Regions from separate parts of the Rattus norvegicus genome. Here region 1 is linked to region 2. Evidence: chromatin contacts called from public Hi-C data. All regions are on one chromosome and are shown on one strand. The core of a region is the stretch at or near the end of the contact, and the rest is flanking DNA. Distances in the headings are between cores, read along the strand shown.

Region 1 (6,559 bases), core at 3,735-6,234, 210 kb after region 2:
CATAAGTGGGTCCTGAAGAGCAGACTTCTCTCTTAGCCACAGAGCCGTCTCTGCAGCCTCCACTCAGGAACTATCTTTACGGACTGCTCAGAAAGCTCAAAGGTCAGGGTGACAACACAGGAAAAGAGCACATCGACTGCAGAGTGCACCCTGCAACAACTACACTCAGGCCCACTGTCTTCCAGGGCGTGTCCTCTGCTGAATAATACCGCCTCCTGGACGAACCATCCAGTGAAGACTCAGACCCCAGGAGCTAAAGCTCCTAGCTGCTTTACATACACACTTCCATACTTACTCACTATCTCCTAAAGCCACATCTTGTCATTTACCCTCTGACTGATACTAAGGAGACCGGCAAGAATGGTAAATGTTCTGTATGGCCTGTCATTAGAGACACGACAAACGGTAATACTGAACAATTCTTTATTTAAACTCTGAATAACTGCTACTTTGAGCTTTTGTTCTGGCACTCAAGAAAAGGTCATTATGACACGAGAATTGTTCTTTAAGATGCTTTCAAAAGACGATGATCTCATGGACTCCAAATACTATAACAAGTTTCTTATTTTTGAGTTCATGGGACAAATTATATCCCAGAATGCACAAGTTTTGGATTCTGGAAAATGAATGAATCATAAATGTTTTGTATCTTAAGCCACAGAGGCATAAGAAGAGACCGAGACAATTTAAAGCTTGCTTCAGGTTCAAGACAGCTTGTAAACGTGTCCTTGGCCTTTGCCTGTCTGTCCAGCAACACTCACTCATCCAAACAAGCCCTCCTACACGGCTTCTCTTCTATCTGTACTGAGCTGAGCTGAGCTTTTAGTTACAGGTTATCAGGTGATGTAGGTGTGGACCACCACTTCAGAAACAGATACATCTGGGAGGCCCTCAGGCTGCACCACCATCTTAGCTGCCCTTCCTGGACTTCAAGTCCCACCCCCTGATCCTAATGCACCTCTGACCGTCCAGAGTCCCCATTCCCTCACCGTGTGGATATTTCTTTTATATCCTTCAGTCTCTGCTGTGGCCTTTAGGGGCCACACAGGGAGAAATCTTTGGGCACAACTGTTGCTAAGGCTCTTCAGCCAGCTTCAAGGCCAGCGTCTGACACGGTCCTCCCCACTGCTCTTACTCAGAACACACTCCGATCCCTGGTTACTCATTTCCTATTCCATTACCACAGGCTTCTGCTCCAATTCACTCCTTCTCCTTACTTCCCATATCACTCTTCTTGTAGCTCACTAAAGTGCTAATTTAGATGAGAGACTTTAAACAATTATCTATGAATCCCAGAAGAATGCTGAGAGCTGCAGAGTGCAGTTACTGCAGCCAGGTATATCACTTTACAATGTAAACAAACATGGTTTCAACTACGGCAGGCGAAGCAGCTCTTGCATGTAACACGTTGCTGTTTGTGTCTGTTTGCACTCCACTCCATTCAAGCAGGGCTGTGACGCCTCAAAGCCTTACCTGCCTCTGTTCTATGGCAAGCACCCGACCTTGTTCTTACGACCATCTTGTCACCTGCCACTCTCACGTCCATCGTGGGGCTCATCCAGTGAGCGGGTAACACAGCCAGTCCCTTTCTCCCTGCACTCCACTCTTACCCCTTTCCCTCAACTATTCCAGTTTCTCCTTATGTCCTTTAATGTTCTCTCTCAGTCACATCAACGTTCAGTTCCTTAGTCACGCAGTCTCAATGCCTTTAGCCATACCTACTATGGTCTGGATAGGAAGTGTCCCCCAAAGGCTCAGGTAATGGAGGCCTGGTTCCCCGTGCTGGGGCTAAATTTCAGTGTCCCCTGTTAAGTAATTTTATCATGTACAAGCATATAAGGGGAAATAGCACCTCATATAAAGGACCTGGTACTATCCAAGGTTCCAGACATTCTTGGAGGTCTTGGATTATATCCTCGGGAACAGTGAAGGGCTATGGTACTTCCTTCTCTCTGACCCATCTTTGGAATTACAGTCAGCCTGAACACGTTAAGTCAGGTCCTGCTGCTCTTCTGATCAAATCACTCTGTCCACCTCCTCCTTCCTATGTAGACCCTTACTAGCATCCACTAGGCTTCTGGCTTCATTCCTCCCTTCTGCCCTCTGCTCAAGCCTGTGGCTCCTTGTTAGTCTCCAACAGGCTGGTGTTCTCTAGGTTTCTGTGATTGCTGTATACTTTTCCCCTGACAGCTGGAGGGCGGCCCTGCATGGCCACACTGTCACTTCAGCACATTCTCTCGGACACGATTTCTTACTGCAAAACTGTAAGTCCCTTTCCCAGTATGTCCTACCACAGCCTCGCTTTAGATTTTTTCTTAGTAATCATTACCATTAACTGGATTTATTTCCACTTTTAAGCAAATAATTTTATTGTCGCCATCTTCCTGCAAGGGAAAGTTAGCTCCATTAGATCAGGACTTGGGTCACCCCTGGTTCTTAGAATTGCCCCACCATGAAAAACAGGATGTGGGGCTGCTGCATGAACCCTGACCATGCAATTCTTTTTTTTTTTTTTCTGGGGGGGTGGGGGTGGTTAGTACAAGACGGGATTTCTCTGTGTAACAGCCCTGGCTGTCCTGGAACTCTCTATGTAGACCAGGCTAGCCTCTAAGTCACAGAGATCTCTCTGCCCCTACCTCCTGAGTACTGGTGTTAAAGGCTTGTGCCCCCATGTCACAGGCAGCTCTTGACAACGCAACTCTTAAATTCTATGCTAAATCCTAATGTAGCTAAGCAAATTGGGACTCAGTGGTGGCTGGCTTGACACAAGGAAGCACCTGAGAAGGGAGTCTCGGCGAGGAAGTGCTCCTCCACTGGGTCAGCTGGAGTGGAAAGGCCCACAGTGGGCAGCACTGTTTCAGGAGCAAGGGCAAAATGGAGAAGATGGAGCGGAGCACAGGGCTGAGTCTCTGCCCTCTGCTCGGGTAAAGTGGCTTGCACGGCTACAGTGCGACTAGCTGCTTCATGTCCCTGCCGCCGTCCCTTCTCCACCATGCTAGACTGGAGTCCCCGCAATAGTAAAGGAACTTAGACTCTATAAGCCCCAGTCTCTGGGATTGGGGAACAACCATCCCCAGTCTCACAGTGAAACTCCTTCATCATGCAGTCAGCAACTCCATTTGCTGTACAGAATGTGCCCTGAGTCCTTCATAACCCACCATGTGGCAGTTCTATCCATGCTGCGTGTGCAACGCACACTCGATAGAGCTGCTGTGAAAATACAATTAACGAACACACAGCTAAGATGTGCGAACAAACACAGACACACTTCTACATCAAATCAACCTATTCTGAAACAGTGAGAACCCAGGACATTTAACCTTACTACCACCACAAAGCTTAATGAACAAACATACTTCTCTTTAAAGTAAACCGACAGTGGCACAGGCATAATGTCATAGCATAAGTCTAAGAGAAACCAGTTCAGGCTACAAATTTTATCAATAAGCAGAAATCTTTTTTTTTTTTCCACCATTATAAGAAACTTTGTATGGAAGAGAAACTTCCACACTATCTAACTTTATTTCTGTATATTTTCTTCAAGAGGTACAATTTATGAGTCCTATATATTTTGCACAATAATTGCCTAGGTATTTACTACTATGAATTTTTTTTTATTAACTTGAGTATTTCTTATATACATTTCGAGTGTTATTCCCTTTCCCGGTTTCCGGGCAAACATCCCCCTCCCCCCTCCCCTTCCTTATGGGTGTTCCCCTCCCAACCCTCCCCCCATTGCCGCCCTCCCCCCATAGACTAGTTCACTGGGGGTTCAGTCTTAGCAGGACCCAGGGCTTCCCCTTCCACTGGTGCTCTTACTAGGATATTCATTGCTACCTATGGGGTCAGAGTCCAGGGTCAGTCCATGTATAGTCTTTAGGTAGTGGCTTAGTCCCTGAAAGCTCTGATTGAATAAGCAGAAATCTTAAGAAACACTACCTTTGGGGTTGGGGATTTAGCTCAGCGGTAGAGCGCTTGCCTAACGAGCGCAAGGCTCTGGGTTTGGTCCCCAGCTCCAAAAAAAAAAAAAAAAAAAAAAAAAAGAAAAGAAAAAAAAATAAAGAAAGAAAAAAGAAACACTACCTTTGGAAGGTAAAGGGTGCTGGCGTGAAGTCTTGTGTGTCTCTGATTCCACTTACTCTGCCAACTGTCTGGCCTTGGACAGGTTAATTTAGACTCTGTGCCTCAGTTTATCTGCAAATCAGAGATGGTACTTGTGAGGGCTGTTGCAAAGACTTTAAAAGGGCACATTAGTGGGCACAATATCCGACATGAAGACAGCCAGTTGCTACTGCAACATAAAAACCACCATACCACTGAGAGCGCCCTTGGGAAGCGCCTAAGTACCATGCCACATTCTGAAGAGTGAGCAGTGTCCCTTACTCTTCAATAGTACACACTTACTACATTCCTCAGCCAATTCGAGATTCTGTGGAATGCTGTTAAGAATAAATGTTTTCTTCTCCGGAGAGAAACCAACTGCTTTTTAATGACGCGTGTCAAAGTATGAAAGTTGATGATCGCCTGAGGCCTAAGCACAAAATGTGCAAACCTTGTCTCACCGAGAATGCCCTGGGCAGTGTGACAGTCTGGGCAGATCACACGGACCTCCACAGTGCCCACGCTCGCCAGGGCTGCGGACTCCTCGTGACCAGCTAAGGACATGACAATTCCTAACTATGCTCTGCATCCCGGCCTGGGAAGGACGTCGCCATAGGGCTGGGGCGTGGGCTGCCAGGAGACTCCGAAATATCCGTGGGCATCCTCCGTGCAATCTCCCAGGCCTGACCTAGGCCCTCCCGCCATCATCGCCCGCGGCTAAGCCGCTCGGACCCGCACCGGGCTCCACGGCCCTTAGGGCAGGTGTCACTCGCTCCAGTCCAGCTGCTGCCCACAGCCCCGGCCCAGGTACCTGATCCTGAAGGAGCAATGAAGGCAGCAGCTCCTCCTCTCCAGTGACTGAGGGCGGGGCGCTGGCGGCCACAGAGGTGGAGCTCACGCGGGGCAGAGCGGCCTTGCACCTCGTGACGGCGCGCCCCCTGCAGGCGGGAGGCTCACATGGCGGCGGCTCGCCCTCTTACCAGCATCGTGCACTTTCACCTCTTTTTCTAAATACATGTCCCATTGACTCCACTAAGTAGAAATTTAAAAGGCAGAAACAAATATGTTAAGTGCCACGCGCATTAATTTGTTTCCGGCTACAGGGAAGATCTGAATCCACTTGTTAGCAAATCATGGCTTACAAGTCTACTTTAATATTCGATCCTACCGAGTTATTATTCAGATTGAATGCTTACGCCTTATTTATAAGTCCTTGACTTATCGTGACTTGTGTACAATCAAACCTGAAAATGATGATACACCCATGTACTGGAACATTCTTTCACATAGCTTCTCTCTCTCTCTCTCTCTCTCTCTCTCTCTCTCTCTCTCTCAACTCCAGTCATACAACCAAGGTGACTTCTTTTAAACACTGTTCTCTGAGTTCTAGTACCATCTACCCCACCAGATGACCCTGTAGAAGGTCATCTGTTCAAGAATTAAGTCTAAATCCGTCGTGCACCCCCCCTGCCCCCGCAATGTCAAATCGGTGTTTAGGATTATTGCCTGACTTGAAGAAATCTCACATTTCCTTCACTTAAGAATTATAAAAAGGCTGGAGAGATAGCTCAGTTGGTAAAGGACTTGCATTGCAAGCTTAAAGACCTGAGGTCAATCCCCAGAATCCGAATAAAAAGCCAAGCATGCTGGCTATGTGCGGTTCTGGCCCGTGGGAGATATCTGATTTCAGGGGGTCTCCCTGGCCAGCCAGCACAGCCTGTGCTACTCATGGAGTTCTGGGCCTCAATGAGAGTCCTGTCTCAAAAAAACCAAGATGGTTGGCTCTTATGGTATGTCACCTGAGGCTGACCTCTGGTCTCCATGAACAAGTGCACATAAGTATTTGCACACTTGGGTTCGTGCATGCATGCGCTCATGTGCACACAGACACAGGCCACACACAGAGGCACTCACGCACACACACATGTACATACACTGAATCTAAGATACCAGGGCGGGGTGAGCTCAGCAATCCCCAGGGCCGCCAATCATCTTAGGCTATTTAACATTTACTTGAACAGTGACTGATCATAAATATTCTGTAAATTGGGGATACATTAATCAATTAGTCAATATCTCCATATATGCCCATCCACTGTGTCAAGGCACTGGGTAATTTAAATGGTAATTCTATTCATATAATTTATCTTTCCCTGGTTGGTATATCAAACAACTTGAGAGGGTATTGAATGCCTGTATTCTAATTTATCTTTTCTTTTTCGTGAATTATGGCTTCGTTCAACAGGGAAAATTTAAGGACTGTGAAGACAGCTTTTTTTCCCTCCTCTGACGAGACTAAGGAAATGGACTTCGAGTTGCCTGTGCCCTCTGACTCCTTGTCCCCATGTCTGGGTACTTGACATGGTGGGGACTGAACATCTTCACAGACGCTGCTTTTACATCTCAGTGATATCCTGATACTGAGTGGGAGTGACCATAAATCACAAGATTATATCCT
Region 2 (6,523 bases), core at 2,804-5,303:
GTTAGCTTATCTTTATCAGTTGATTCATCCAGTTGATTCATCGCGCGCCCCCCTCCCCCCCGCCAAGTATGAAGGACACCTTAAAAATGAAGAGCAAAAAGGGAACAAACTGGGAAAAGAGGGAAGAAATGACAGGTGCAAAAGTAACAGAACATATAAGATATAATCTATTTCCTGTTGAGGCTGGAGGGTATTAACACACTTCCCAACGGGTCTAAAAAAGGATTAGGATGTAACTATCTAGTACCTTATAATCATAGTACATGACAGAAAGGGACAATAAGCACAAACCTTTGGGTTATTGAAGATTTTTGATTATATATTTGATTATATATTAGTGAGCGATGTCAAATCACCACACACTAGTGGTGTTTAAAGCAACAGGTATTTACTTTCTAAATTCTGAGATCAGAGGTGGGGCTGTGTTCCCTCCTATACTCTTGAGGAGATTCTGGTCTGTCCCCCCTCTAGCTCTGGGTTTGGTTGTATCACTCCAATCGAAGTCTCCTGGTCACCGCCTCCTCCCATGTCTTCTATAATTTTCTGTTTTCACCTTAAAAGGACATCTACCTCTGGATTTTGTGGTACCCTGGACCTTGTTTTAATGGATTCCAACAGATGGGGGAGCAGGCCTTAGAGGTGGTAGCAGGACACTTCATTTCCAATGATCTTGCTGGGATTTCTTCTGTTCTTTACCAAGCTAGGCATAGTAGGACAAGGTGCTATCAATGAAAGAGCTCCTCTGCAGAGCCCTGTCTTAGTAGCCAGTGCTGCACATGCCTAATTAGTTTACACTGATTCACTGTCATAAAGGGCTGTACACTCTCCATCTGACAGGCTACAGGCGGGGAAAAGGAAAGAGGCACAGAATAAAGCAGAACAGAGAGGCCTGGTACCTTTCAATCCAACTCAAAATCCTGCTACAGCAGTGCCAACTCTGTATATGGCTTCAAAAGGTTTTTTGTTTTTGTTTTTTTAAAAAGAAACCTACCAAGGTGACAATAAAAAGACAAAGAAATCTCTGCACGAAGGAACATGCCATACAAAATGCTCTTAGAGCCGCACTCCACTGTGGGGTGAGAGGATGAAAGCAGCCTGTTAATCATACTGGAGTGACATAGGGCGTGGACTAAATAAAATTTATTACAAAAATTAGTTTCACTTTATTTCTTCAACTGGAAAATCTTAACTCACAATTGTGGCTCCCAGTATATTCCATAAATAGCTGCCTTGTGCTGAGAATGTGGCTCAGCTGGTAGAGTGCTTTCCTAGCATGCACAAGGCCCAGAGTCTGAACCCCAGCACCACATAATCAGAGTTTATAATCCCATAACTTAAGAGAAGGAGAAGGATCAGGACATGCCCGCCTGGGCTATGTGCAATGAGAGAGGAGAGAAAAGAGAAGGGCAGAAGAGAATGGAGAGAGAAAAGCACCCGAGAGCACGTCTCACACGGTAGATATTTTATTCACTTGGCAAATACATATTCAATACTAAAATTACTTCACTGTGCACCACACCAAGATTATTCTAAGTGCTCTAAGTGCTAAGATCTTTGCATGAAGAAAGAGAAGAACCGTGCCACCACAGAGCTTACATTACCTACTATACATTCTCATGTGTGGCCATGCATAAAAATAGTAATATAAAACTTGCAATGTAGTAATATAGTAATATAATAATTACAAATGATAAGGTTTCATTTAGAAATTATCAAATGTAAGTCTGTAATTCCAGAGTAATGACAACTTGCCTTGTGATACAGTAAGTTTTAGTACAGAATACTTATCCAGAATGCTTTGTTTTTGCTTTTTTGGTTTTGTTTTAGAGAAAGGATCTCATTACGTAGCTCGACTGGCCTGAACTCTGTATGGAGACTACGCTGGCCTAGAGCTCGGAGATATAGTTACCTCTGCCCCCTGCCACCATTACCAGTTTTCTAATAACCTGCCCTGGCTTCTTGGTCCTCCCTAACTAACTTGCTCCTTCCTTATGATTCAATTTTAGAAGTCCAAGTGGCAACATGCTAGCTACTCACAACACAAGAGCTACTTCACTCTTAGGGGACACTGGAGAGGGGTGGAATATCAAGAGACAACTTCGGCTTTGTAAAGACACAGGTCTAAAGTTTCTTTTGGGCTTAAACAAAAGTAGTTTCTGTCCCAAACTATGCTTCAAAAGTCAATGCACAAACTTATCTTTTAAGCTAAAACAGCTCACTAATTCTCTCCTACTGAAACCTTCAGACAACAAAACCCTTCTAAATAAATCTTCTAAAACAAATCAACAGGGCTAATTAATAACTACTGTAACTCCAGTTCTAAGAACATCTGACGCCCCCTTCTGGACTCCACAGAAACTGCACACGTCCTACACAGACTTACATACAGGCAAAAATAACCACACACATGAAAACACACAAAAAAAAATTCTTCAGATATTACAATGAAAGCAATATAGTAATATGTATTTTAAAGGCACTCATATTTAAAATGTGTTTTCCCCACTCTCATATATCAAGTATGACATATGACAACTCTATAGAAACAATGAAGTTTCCAAGTCTTAAACACCTAAAATTATTTCAATGCCTTTTTGGTTGAAGTCTGCCACCATCTGAAATACAGATGTGCTAGGCAATGAATATTCTCCTTCACTCTTTAGCTGCACAGGTGCGCTCACTTATGTTTCAACGTTATGCACCTTCCATCATTTAACAAAGAATTGGCACAGTGACTTAAAAAGAAAGGAAAATTATTCCTAGTTGGAGGGGGAGAACTGCCTAGGTAAAGAAAATTCAGTTATTCATAACTAATCTAATTAATATTTGCCAGATAGGAGTCAAGCAGTCTCTTAGCCAGAGTGCTCCCTATATGAGCATGAGCCTTTTAAGACTGGCTATTTGTTCTGAAGAACTAGCCAGACAAATGGAATCAATGTTCTATGCAATCAAATATTACTTTAGAAATTCAACTTTGGCTGTTAGCCCAGGATGCCCAAGGACTTTTGTTTTGTTTTGTTTTTTAGCTAAACCTCAACTATAAAAATCAATAAAAGAGTGTAAGCTTAGTCATTAAGAACTGGCCTGCATTTGACAACTGTCACCTACAGTACCATCTGGAAGACAAGGAACAATCCTCTAAAATTTTCTGTTTTCTGAGTATGGAAGATATAAATGAGTAACTATGACATAAAGGTACCCAAATTTATCACAAGCTTACTCCAAGCCAAGCACTCGACTCGGGACGTTTACAAGTGATCACAATTATTTTGTCTTCTCCATTTCTCAACCTTCAGTGCCCTCCAGATGATGGTGATGACTGATGATTGGTGTTACTGTTGCTGCTTGCCATGGGGTCTAACTAAATTGCTCAGTTAGCTTCTAACAATGTTCCCACCTGGATCCTAGAGTAACTAACTACATTACAAGCAGATACTAACAAAGAGATGGGAGGCAAGTGATTAGAGAATATGTTTATGAGGTGGTATGGGCTGACTAAAAACTAAATGATTTCTGAGCTATATCTAAGAGTTTAGGAAAACCCAAGGCTTGTCATACAAATATACAAGATCCTTTTCAAAAGACAAAAAAGAAGAAAAAATAAAGGTAAAAAGCTTAAAGCTTGTCTCAAGCAAAGAGGGCGGAGGTAGTAGGATACTTGCCTAGCTTATGTAAGGCCCTATCCTCAGGACTAGCCTCATATACACCCACACAAACACCTGCCTAAAATTATGCACACATCTACATCCCATTAAAGTACAGTGGTGTCTCCAAGCCTAGCAAAGGGGAATAGGCCTTTAATACTATCAGGGGCAAGAACCTAGTGAGTTCAAAGCCAGCGTTGTATACATAGCAAGATCAAGACCAACCAACCAAGTTACATGGTGAAACCCTTTCTCCAAAAAAAAAAAAAAAAAAAAAAAAGGGGGCTGAGGATTTAGCTCAGTGGTAGAGCGCTTACCTAGGAAGGGCAAGGCCCTGGGTTCGGTCCCCAGCTCCGAAAAAAAAGAACCAAAAAAAAAAAAAAAAAGTGGTGGGGGCGGGGGCACGGCAATGACTCCTGAGTACATTATACTCACAACAACAGCAAAAGTACTGTTTGGACGCAGTGTTCAAACATGGCAAGTCAAGACCATTTACTTTCTACCTGGTGCTTAAGTATCGTTAAAAACACTTAAATAGAAAATAATATGGTACTATCATTTTGCCAGATTAAAAAAGGTACAGAAAATTCAACACATTGCCACAAATATTCAAAATTAAATTCTAACATTTGCTAGGCAACAGTATAATGAACAATTCTTTATAATTTTAATGTTCGACTGAGGCATCTCCAAGACGAGACGCCTCATGCAGCTATTTCAGTAAGGCACAGGCTTGTTTCAACTTCTAAAATAATCCTGCAATTTAAAAAAAATTAACCCTATGGGGTTCTAGAATGAGAATCGATAAAATATTAGAAAAAGTACACTCAGGTTAGCTGCCATATGCATTCTTCCTCAGAAAGACACCTTCCAATGACATTAAAATTTTCCATGGTCACATGAAATTTAAGGTTACACTGTATACAGTATTTTTTTTTAAAGGCTTGCTTTTGTTTTGCATAATTTGGTTTGTAAGTCTCAAGACTTAATACCAAATTTTTGTCCATAAAATTGTATGTACCAAGTAAAGAACATTTGAAAGTAAGGACATCGCCATTTTCTAATTATTTACATTTTGATTCAATACAGACATTTCCGTGTTAAATAAGCTTAAGCAGGCAAATATGGAAATGACTAGAATTACAAACAGAAGCAGTAGGATGTGCACAGAGACCGGTTTACAGCAAAACCGGAAAGGGAAAAAAAGACAAGTATATCGTCACACTACATACAATGAAAAGGGTCAAGAAATCCAGGTTAAAATAAGAAATAATCAAAGACTAGACTGACAGGTACACACATACCAAAGTAGAATGAGGAAGATCAAAATATTTTGAAGGCACCAAACAAGGGAAGGACAGCTTTCATGCCTCCCGTTTGCCTTTCTAGCCAACCACTAGGTTTGAAAATTGCAGCGGCATTTAAAGGCCGTCCTTTCTAACATTACCAACATTCTGCGACATTCTCAACAGTAAACCCTACACAAAGTAAAGCACCGTCGTGTATTTCTATCTCCAAGGGCGCCAACGAACAAAAATTAAACCTTTCTTTCTCCCATACATAGGCTTCACCATCCTCTTCCCTCTTTTAAGCTGCCCTTGTCTCAGGATTAATGAACCCTAAACCACTTCTTCCCATTAATGGAAATGGAAAAAGAGAAGAGAGCAACAGCAGAGTGGAATCCCAGATCGAAGGGAAAACTGGCAATTCAAAGTGGTGGCCTCACTCCGGGTGAGGGCAGGGAACACCCCGGAGGTGGAGTCCCGGAAGACCCCCGTTCACTCGTTCATCCCCAGGCCACACGGCTTTCCCCGCCGGTGCCAGAGCGTGTGCGCGATCTCCGATCGCAAAGGAGGCGGTCATCTCCCCGCCGCCCTCCCGGGCCCCAGGCGGCAGGCATCGGGGGCGAAGTCCGCGGCGCCCAGTGTGCGGCGAGGCCCAGAAAGAGTCCCGTTAGAGCCGATTTCACCCGTCAGGAATGCGCTCCGCCCCCGCCGCCTCCCTACGGCGGCCGCCCTCCGGTCTAGTCCGCTCCGCTTCCCCGGAACGCTCGGGGCAGCGCCGCGGACAGCCACAACGCGGTCGGAGCCGCAGGCCCGGCCCCCCACGTCCCGATCCACACCCCGGAGACGGCCGCGCCGTTGTCCCAGCCCAAGTAAGAGGCCTGAGCGGCGCCTCGAATCCCCATCCGTAGGGGAGCCGCCCGGCCCCTGCGGCTCCGGCGCCCGCCGTACCTCAGCTCCTCAGGGCGGCGGCGGCGCAGGGCGGCCGGTGAGCAGGCCCATCCCGCGGAGGCAAAACGCGGAGGAAGAACGGAGGACGGCTCTTCAGCACCGCCGCGGAACCTTCTCAGCTAGGGAGAGAGCTGCCGGTGGAACGGTTGCGGGCGGCCGCTTTCCCGAACTCCCCTCAGTGACTCCAGCCGGACGGTCGCAGCCGGGAACCAACACAGCAACTGCCATTCTCCCCCGCCCTCGCCCTCAAGCCCCGCCCCCTCCACCCCCTCCTGCCCCACCCGGCGTGGCCCCGCCCAGCGCGCCTTGCGTCTTGGCGTCACGCCCCGCCCCGTCCCCACCTCCTCGGCCGGCCGCGGTTACCTCTGGGACGCGGTAGTAGTTCCTTGGCTTGGGCACGTTCCCCTCGCGCTGCGCGCTCTCGCCGCCGTCCCTCCCGCGGGCTGCGACTCACTCTGAGTGCGCCGGGCCGTTGGGCGGGAGACACCCTTCTTGTAACCCCGACCCGGTCTCCGTGAGGTAACCAAAGGGGACGGCGGGAGCCGCGCCCCAGATGGAGCGCGTCCTGGAATCGAGGACCCTGTCTCGGCTTTTCGCAGCCTGTTTTCACCTCTTTGTTTCTCACTGTTCACCTGCTTGAGTGGC

Evidence for each region. A called contact is a pair of places that touch in the nucleus more often than the background predicts.
Region 1: a contact with region 2 is called in a Hi-C map of prefrontal cortex, with 1.9 times the contacts expected there. The contact joins the promoter of Ankrd46 here to the promoter of Rnf19al1 in region 2. A contact is called at or near these places in 12 of 12 Hi-C or Micro-C datasets (the A7r5 cell line, the Rat2 cell line, Schwann cells and 7 more) and 1 of 1 datasets of contacts at active chromatin or transcription factors (oligodendrocytes).

What each region holds. Positions count from the first base shown.
Region 1 is chr7:69,548,293-69,554,851 of GRCr8, forward strand. It overlaps Ankrd46 (ankyrin repeat domain 46), which reads right to left and starts at 4,985. Exons shown (of 5, transcript NM_001013948.2): 1 at 4,913-4,985; 2 at 4,084-4,194.
Region 2 is chr7:69,344,193-69,350,715 of GRCr8, forward strand. Rnf19al1 (ring finger protein 19A, RBR E3 ubiquitin protein ligase like 1) reads left to right here and starts at 4,054. Exons shown (of 5, transcript XM_039080605.2): 1 at 4,054-4,092; 2 at 5,301-6,523. The coding sequence starts at 4,054. The coding sequence ends at 6,257. It overlaps Rnf19a (ring finger protein 19A, RBR E3 ubiquitin protein ligase), which reads right to left and starts at 6,033. Exons shown (of 10, transcript NM_001130560.1): 1 at 5,879-6,033.